Regions from separate parts of the Mus musculus genome. Here region 2 is linked to region 1. Evidence: chromatin contacts called from public HiCAR-type data. All regions are on one chromosome and are shown on one strand. Each heading gives the region's core, a stretch centred on a gene start, on an enhancer-like site or on the middle of the called end of the contact. The rest is flanking DNA. Distances are from core to core; before and after follow the strand shown.

Evidence for each region. HiCAR-type assays count read pairs that join an accessible place to other places.
Region 2: a HiCAR-type map of astrocytes shows a contact between it and region 1, with 8 times the contacts expected there. The contact joins two enhancer-like sites. A contact is called at or near these places in 5 of 39 promoter capture datasets (the 3T3-L1 cell line, cranial neural crest, maxillary cranial neural crest and 1 more), 1 of 15 datasets of contacts at CTCF or cohesin (the NIH/3T3 cell line), 13 of 484 Hi-C or Micro-C datasets (the 3T3-L1 cell line, the HL-1 cell line, the MC38 cell line and 9 more) and 15 of 115 datasets of contacts at active chromatin or transcription factors (the NIH/3T3 cell line, astrocytes, craniofacial prominence and 10 more).

The regions. Positions count from the first base shown.
Region 1 is chr9:41,588,343-41,592,233 of GRCm38.p6, reverse strand. Mir100hg (Mir100 Mirlet7a-2 Mir125b-1 cluster host gene) reads right to left here. Exons shown (of 5, transcript NR_131928.1): 5 at 2,215-2,260. Among named protein-coding and RNA genes, the nearest start is that of Mir125b-1, 8.4 kb to the right of the region's middle. Within about 2 kb of position 1,878, at least 60 of the 459 cell types and tissues checked have an H3K27ac peak or open chromatin away from gene starts, as enhancers often do. A contact at or near this core is called in astrocytes, brain, cerebral cortex and 5 more, where this site is marked.
Region 2 is chr9:41,696,057-41,699,947 of GRCm38.p6, reverse strand. The region is part of intron 2 of Gm35835 (a long non-coding RNA gene); the gene reads left to right. Among named protein-coding and RNA genes, the nearest start is that of Gm35835, 39 kb to the left of the region's middle. Within about 2 kb of position 1,722, at least 53 of the 459 cell types and tissues checked have an H3K27ac peak or open chromatin away from gene starts, as enhancers often do. A contact at or near this core is called in astrocytes, brain, cerebral cortex and 5 more, where this site is marked.

The DNA of each region.
Region 1 (3,891 bases), core at 629-3,128:
ACAATGGATTGGATTGGTGCAGGTGAACTAATGACTCCATGGCTGGATTAAAGAAGGAGTATATATACAACATTGGCTATTCTGTGTTCTTTGGGGACAGATCATTGACAACTTCTTGACATAGATACACTAGTTCATAGCTGTATTTAACATTGACATGAGTACCAAGGAAGGAAGAAACTAGATTTTATGAGATCCAATCTATGCAACATTGGTGCCTTTAGTCAAATACAAGTTCATGTTTCTTTAGGACAGGGTGGAATAATTTAAAAGCCATTGAAAGAGGACTTAGTTTCTGGTCTTTGTTGGGACATTTCCAATTAAGTGGGCGGTTTTGTTTATTTTGTTGTTTGGTTGGTTGGTTTGATTTGAGTTTTTGTGGGGAGGGGTGTCTTTTTGTTGTTTGTTTGTAAAGTCACTCTGATTACAGGTTGTAGATTTACATCTTCTGTCACAAAGTACTATAACAGGTAACTTAAGGCCCTTCCCTTACTGCTCTTAAAACTTTGAGATTTCATGCAGAACTAAATCAAAAGTCTCAGACCAAAATGAAGAAGAAACATACAAACTGCTGGCAAGCAGTGTATTTCACTAAATTCTCAATTTTCTTCCATGAAAATACGTTTTATCATTCTGGTATAATTCAGCATGGAAGTAGGAAATACTGTGGCTGTAAGTCAGCAGAAAAGCCATGTCTTTCTGTAGACAGGCATTAAGGGCTATGGTAAAGGTGACAACTGTGTTGGGACTCATCACAAAAGTCAGACTAGGGACTGAGTTTCATGACCACAACCTTGAATGTGCATAGCTGCACGTAGCACCTTGGCCAGGCGCTCAACCTCACCAAAATCAGTTCCTTCACCTGTGAAAGGTGGATAATGTGTCGTTTTCATAGCAACCATGAGATTTAATATGCAAAACATTTTCTGTATGGAATAAACTTGGTAACAAGCAATCACGAACAGAAGAATCATGACTTCTATTCAGGAATCACCAACCAATCTTTGTAGTGACACAGAACTGGAACTTTAGTTCTAGTTTGGTTTAGGTGACATTCGGGGTGGGGGAGGGGAGATACCTGTGTGCAGCATCTCTACTAGACACACAGACAGCGGTTCCAAGTGTCAGGCAAAATCAAGACGAGATATGTGTAGTCTCCAAGACTCACCATGTGGATCTCCTCTGCCCGTCTGCTGCTTACCCTTATGCTTGCATTAAGGACTCTATTTTCTCCTATCTTCCCATTTATCTAGTTTTGTTTTTACATCCTTTAAAGGTTGATTTCCCATTCTCTCTTTAAGGGAGCATCCTTCCTTAAGCAAACCCACTTGGCTCCCTCCAAGGACGTTGTCTTTTGTGTCGTTGCTGTTCTTATTGTCTCCTGACTCAGTTTATCACTACACTTCAGGAAGCTTCTGCACCTTTGTCTGGCTTGACGTTGACCCCTGGCAGCAGCCATAGTATGTCACAGAGTCAAGCTCCCTGCTCAGAGTCTGGGAGCATGGTGTGGTGTTTCTGTGTGGTGGTGTGAGCATCTCTGTGGATCGCCTGTGACTGCTTTGCTGTCTTTTCCAACTGCTTTTTATTTTCTAGATCACTCTCAAGAACGAACACTGTGTTTTGATAAAAATAACTCTCTCCCCCCCCCAAAAAAAATCCAGTCTCTTCATACATTAACACATTTGGGCAAAGCTTTTTACACTCGTACAGTAACAAGCATATTCATACCAGGATCCAAATGGAAGGAGCATCAATCTGAACGAGACAGGGATACACACAAGGAAGGGCATGGTTTTGACTCATGAGTGTTCTGGGCTTCTCTGCTTCTTGCAAAGATTACTACTGGCTGCAACTGCACCATGTGGGTGGCTGCTGGGCAGGAGGGGCCTCTTCAGCTGGTCACTGGCTTTGTTTCAACTTCACAGTTGGCATGAGCGTCCGTCAGTCTGAAGCCTCTGCAGTCTTTTTCCTTTCACTGGGGAGACATTACTGAGAAAGGGGGCTATAGGACCAGCTGAAAGGAACATCAGAACAACTAGAAAGATAATAGAACATGTCACAGACAGTTATCACATTGACTGTTTAATGGAAGTGATTTGGGACACTGGAGAGACAATGCTCTTTCTAACTACAGCAGAAATGCTACCTCACTTTAACAACAAAAAGTGGCTTTCTTCCATTGTTCGCCTTGCTCAAGAATCAATGCAGCAGCAGTCTTGTGTCAGTGTGTACAAAGAAGAAAGCTTCAGGTCTACCCTCCCTGAAACAGAACACACAGGCACAGAGCAAAAGATCACAGGACACAGAGCACAGTCAAATGAGTCCTAGGAATGAAGGCAAACTAAGTTGGTTGTAGGTGCCTAACTGCTGCAATACAGGAGTGAATGGAGGCACTGGAATTAGTGGGTGTTCATTGCTTAGCCCCTTGAATATGTCTTGGTATTTTCAGTGCCGGCCATAGAGCTTGGCACATGGTACTGAAATAGAAAGTGTGAGGGAGAAAGGGAAGGAGGGAGAGAGAAAGGGAAGGGAGGGAGTAGTGATAAAGAGAAAGGAAAAAGAAAAGGGAAAGAAGGAGAGGGTATGAGGGAAAAGAAGGAGAGTGTAGGAGAAAGGGGAAAAGGGAGACAGTAATGAAGGAAGGCAGGAGTTACTGGAATATTGGGGCACCCAGGAAGGAAATTAGTCAGCTGTAAACATGTCAAAGATTTGGAGACTGGGGAATCCAGTTTGGCTTAATAAAAGAAGGGGTTTTACATTCTGAGTGGTTTGAGAAAAGGAGATGGGGTCATTTCCAGATGGCCTTGAACATGTCAGTGTCTCGTTTGGGAAGTGCACTGTGGTCAAGTGACCATTGTAGGCTCCTGAAAAGAACATGACCACAATTCAAATAAACCAAGGGGAACAAGAAACACAGAACTTATAGGCAGCAATCCAATGGAGTAAATAAACCACACCACAAGAAATCACAGGATAGCAGAAGGGCTGGGGAGAGGGTGTGGTCTAAAACAGAAAGGCAGTGTCTGGATATCTTCCAAGTTAATGTTGAAGGATGTGGCTTTATAACTGGGATCAAGAATTCACTTCTCCCTTTGGGAAGCTTTAGTTTTCTTTTCTTTTGCCCCTAGGCTGCTTTTTTTTCTGTCACCATCCCTCCCTGAAAAATAAACTCCAATCTTAGGTGCTTTCTCAACAAGATAAAGCAGATTAGTAACAAATGACCCTGGAGGTGGAATCAGATGTAACTTTGAAGGGCAACTGATGGTACCAATGGACAAATAAGTTCACAGGTTTTGGCCTTGCTCCTATTGCCCCCTATACTATGACATAGCTTCAGTAATTCTGAGAGGGGGTAAGCACTGAGACCCTACCTAGCCTGACCCACTTACTCACTTCACAGATAAGGATATTTGAGAAGAGAGCTATTAACGCTTCTCTCTTACTCTGCAGAAGTAGTTATGAATGAGATGGATTTGCAAGTGGTTTTTTAGTTAACTAAAGCCTTTGACATCGACTTCTCCTTTATACTCACACAATGGAAACGCATCAATGAGCTAGGCACGCTGAACGGGATACACCACGGCACATACTGTATTAAATACTTGGAGTATTTGAGGATGCTGACTCTCTAGAGGAGACATCTAACTGGTAGAATGACTTAGGGTAAATGCTATGCCCAGGCAATGCATTTTGTAAACAGTGATATTGGGGATGTTAAGCTTTGGCATGCATGTACGACTCATTCGTGAATAAATTAGCATGGTATTGCATTAAGAAAAGACAGTGCCTATAATACTGCTATGATTCATAAAGGTAGTGACTAATGGAAAGCCCAAGAATATGTGAGAAGATTGAAAAAAAAAAAAAAAAAGAAACAAGCTATATATGGCT
Region 2 (3,891 bases), core at 473-2,972, 110 kb before region 1:
ACAGGCAGACACAATCTACCCTCGGAACAATAAGCCAGGATTACACCTGCACGCTTCTAGGCCATTGTATACAGTCTGACTCTGAGTATCACCTCTCATATGGAAAGGGAACTTGGTCTGGTTGTCTATCGTAAAGAGTGTTGTTAGGCTCATCTGCAATGGCACACCAAAGCTATGATCATGATTGTTGATCAGGTAAGACACCTCTGACATTCACCCAGAACAATATTATCTGTCCCTGACCTCCGAGACTGATCTCCTCAGTTGTGAGAGTATGTGATTGATTTATTATTTCCACTGTTACATGAGAAATAATGCTCCCCCTTTTAATTTGCTCAGATTGCGGTCATTGGAGGGACTAGTGAGCCGGTGGCAATGACATCTTCACAGTGAAATCCCTATTGATAGTTCTCCATCGATCTCTCTTTCCACATCCATCACAGTTGCTTTAAAGTTCCTGAAAATTGACCAATACTCCCTACCTGACAGTTCCCCTTACCCATAATTCATTTCTTTCAGTGTCCGTGTCTTGAAGCAGTCAGTGAAGGCTTATCGCTATAGCTATCTACCTTTGTCTGTACACATATATGCACACAGTACCTGCCTCCATGGCATACCAAACCTTCTGGAAATAATGCACAATTAATTCTCTTGGCTGCACTTCAAACAAGCTCAAAAGGGATATTTTCCCTGTTTTCTGGATGAAAGGCAGAGGCCCATTCGTTCATGGGAAGAGCACTACAAGGATTTACACTGACTTTTCTGGCAGCCCAGGCCTTGCACACGTTATACAGCAGTCTTCTTTACTCCCCTGTGGAAGAATTAAACACATCTCCTTCTACTTTCTACATTGGACTGTGGAAAGTGGCAGATCTGTGCTAAATGACCCTGTGGATTGAGGGGGACTAGAGTCTTAATCTTTTGCCGATCTCTGGCTTACACTTTCTGAAGCTGGCTTGTTTGACTAGTAAATCAACTCTGTGTCGATCCAGTTCCCTGCATTTAGGCCATGATTACTCCCCAGCCACAAGAGAAGGAACCTGGTGCTCGGCAAGTCTATCATCTACCTCTCAGGCATGGTGCTAGACCGTAAGAATAAATTCAAAGAGCTCAGGGAAAGAGAGTGTGCCTGCAACCTGCTCTCAGCCCAATAGTCGAAGGTAGATGATTAGATGTCATTAGAAGAGCCTCTCTAAGCCCCGGGACATAATTAACAGAATGGTGACCACCTGCTGTCAGGTGCCAGCATTGGGGGTAATTAGTAAGCCCAGTACCTAAGGATCACAAGGTCTAAGAAAGGAAAGAAGCAGAGAGAAAGACAGAGAGAGAGAGAGAGAGAGAGAGAGAGAGAGAGAGAGAGAGAGAGAGAGAGAGAGAGAGAGAGAGAACACATTCAAAAAGGCAGAGTGAAATCCCAGAAGAATCTGAGAGTTTAGAACAGCAATCTGGAAGAAATCAATCGGGTCCTTTAGGAGCTGCTGATGTCACAGCAGCTAAGCCAGCGAAGTGTCACTGAACCTGAGCACCTAGGGATGTTGGCTGACCTACTCACAGCCCAAAGCCACTGTCACTGTGCAGCAGGGTCTGTCGTTTAGCATCTTACAAATAAAGGAAAGGAAAGCAATCGATATGCAACATGACGAAAGCCTGGGAGAGCCAAACCCGGTTGGCAGGTCACAGGCCCGAGAGAGGCGAGAGAGACAAAAAGGGCCTGGAGATGTCAGCCTCAGATTTCTCAAGCCACACAAAGGCTGTTGGCTTTCAATACACACTGCTTGCCTCTGTTCATGGGAGAAAGGGGAACAAGGTGGTCAGTGTTAAAGGAAAGAGGGGGACAAGCGCCTGACGACAGTCTTGGAGCTGAATTTAAAAACATCAAATTAGAGGCATGTGCGCTGAAATGAGGCTCCGCTGCCTGGGAACGCACCTCCCTAAACAAATGCAGCAATTACGACGGCTGGTGCTTTGGCTCCCGGGTAGCACATTGAACACTGATGGGGGCCAGCGAGCCCACTCATTTCCCAAATCGCCCCTTTCACAACATCTCCACGGGAAAGTTAGGCCTGTCAGCTCGCTGCTTTGATGGCCACTAATACGACATCGCTCCAGGAGGACAAAGCTTAGTGTATGTTTCGACACTGTTCACTTAGCATGTTCCGCAGCCAGCAAGAGTTCCTAGCAGAAATCTCTCTGTCTTTTATCTTTAACATTTTAAAGGCTCAAATCAACTTACTAATATTACGAACCTAGACTTCATAATAGTATGTACACACACACACACACACACACACACACACACACAGATGCTCCTAAGAATTGTACCAAATGGTGGCCCTGCATCCATACATAGCAGTCTAGATTTTCTCTGAAATTCAGAACCAACTGACCCAAGCACTCACTCACAGGGCCCTGGAGTTGATACTGTAGCTACCAGGCTACATTCTTGACTTCCTCCCTAACATGGAGTTCCCATAAACTCTGTTGTTGTTGTTGTCTTGTTTCTGGATCTCTGGGTTTCTTTTAACATCCAGCTCCTAGGACCCCTGAGTTGGCCTTACTCCTACCCTGCTCTCACTCCATGTCTCCTGCCTTGTCTTATCTTCCTAGTCAAGGCTTCCAACTGCTTTTTGTAAGCAGTCATTGTTCAGGGTCTTGGTGTGACCTGAATATATTAGGAAGGTGGCAGGAGATCAGGGAAGGAGAAAAGAAAGAAAAACAGCAGAGCAGAAAATGCTCTGTGTGCAAGGTCTTTCCCAACAGAAAGCAGTTTCCTCAGGAGTTAACAGTGATGGAGTTTGTTGGGTGGGTTTTAATGTGTTCTGTCCTGAGCTTCTTGTTTCAAAAGACTTCACAACCAACATAAGTGAGGCTACTGTAATACAGTGCTAGCAAAAAATGGAGGCTATTACATAAATATGAAAGAGTAGGGGTTCCTAATAATTACCCTAATATTTGTTCCTTTCAGTAACAGACTTTGCCCTGAATAGAGTTGGGTGGTAGCCCCAGCCTCATTACTAACAAAGTTCCCAGCCTCATCTATCACAAAAAATACTTTCATACTCAAATCAAAGAAACATGTAACTGCCAAGTCATCAGAGATACAGGGACAAGGACTGTGGGTTAAAGGTCAGAGGGCTAGGAGCTGTGAAGAAAAAAAATAATCACAACATACCCAAGAGAAGTAAACTGATTCAAAAGTATGTAAGAACAAGTAAGTTTCTGCTACCTTCCAGTGGGCCCAATGTGAGCAGACACCTTGTGCTTCCAATATCATGCATCCCCTACACTAGATTCTCTACACTGTAACCTTAAATAAACTGTCATTCCCTCAAAAGAAAGTGTGAGCTGGGGTTTAAAAGTGGGGCTCAGTCTCTTGTGAGGCTATGCCAGGGCCTAGCAAACACAGAAGTGGATGCTCACAGTCAGCTATTGGATGGATCACAGGGCCCCCAGTGGAGGAGCTAGAGAAAGTACCCAGGAGCTAAAGGTATCTGCAACCCTATAGGTGGAACAACAATATGAACTAACCAGTACCCCCGGAGCTCTTGTCTCTAGCTGCATATGTATCAGAAGATGGCCTAGTCGGCCATCAGTGGAAAGAGAGGCCCATTAGTCGTGCAAACTTTATATGCCTCAGTACAGGTGAATGCCAGGGCCAAGAAGTGGGAGTGGGTGGGTAGTTGAGTGGGGGGCTATGGGGGACTTTTGGGATAGCATTGGAAATGTAAATGAAGGATATACCTAATTAAAAAAAAGTGGGGCTCAGTGGTTAAGAGCACTTGTACCACATGGTTTCTACCACCGGCATGGTGGCTCACAACCATCTGGAACTCTAGTCCTGGGACATCTGATGTCCTCTTCTGAACTCCATAGGCATCTACACACAAGAAC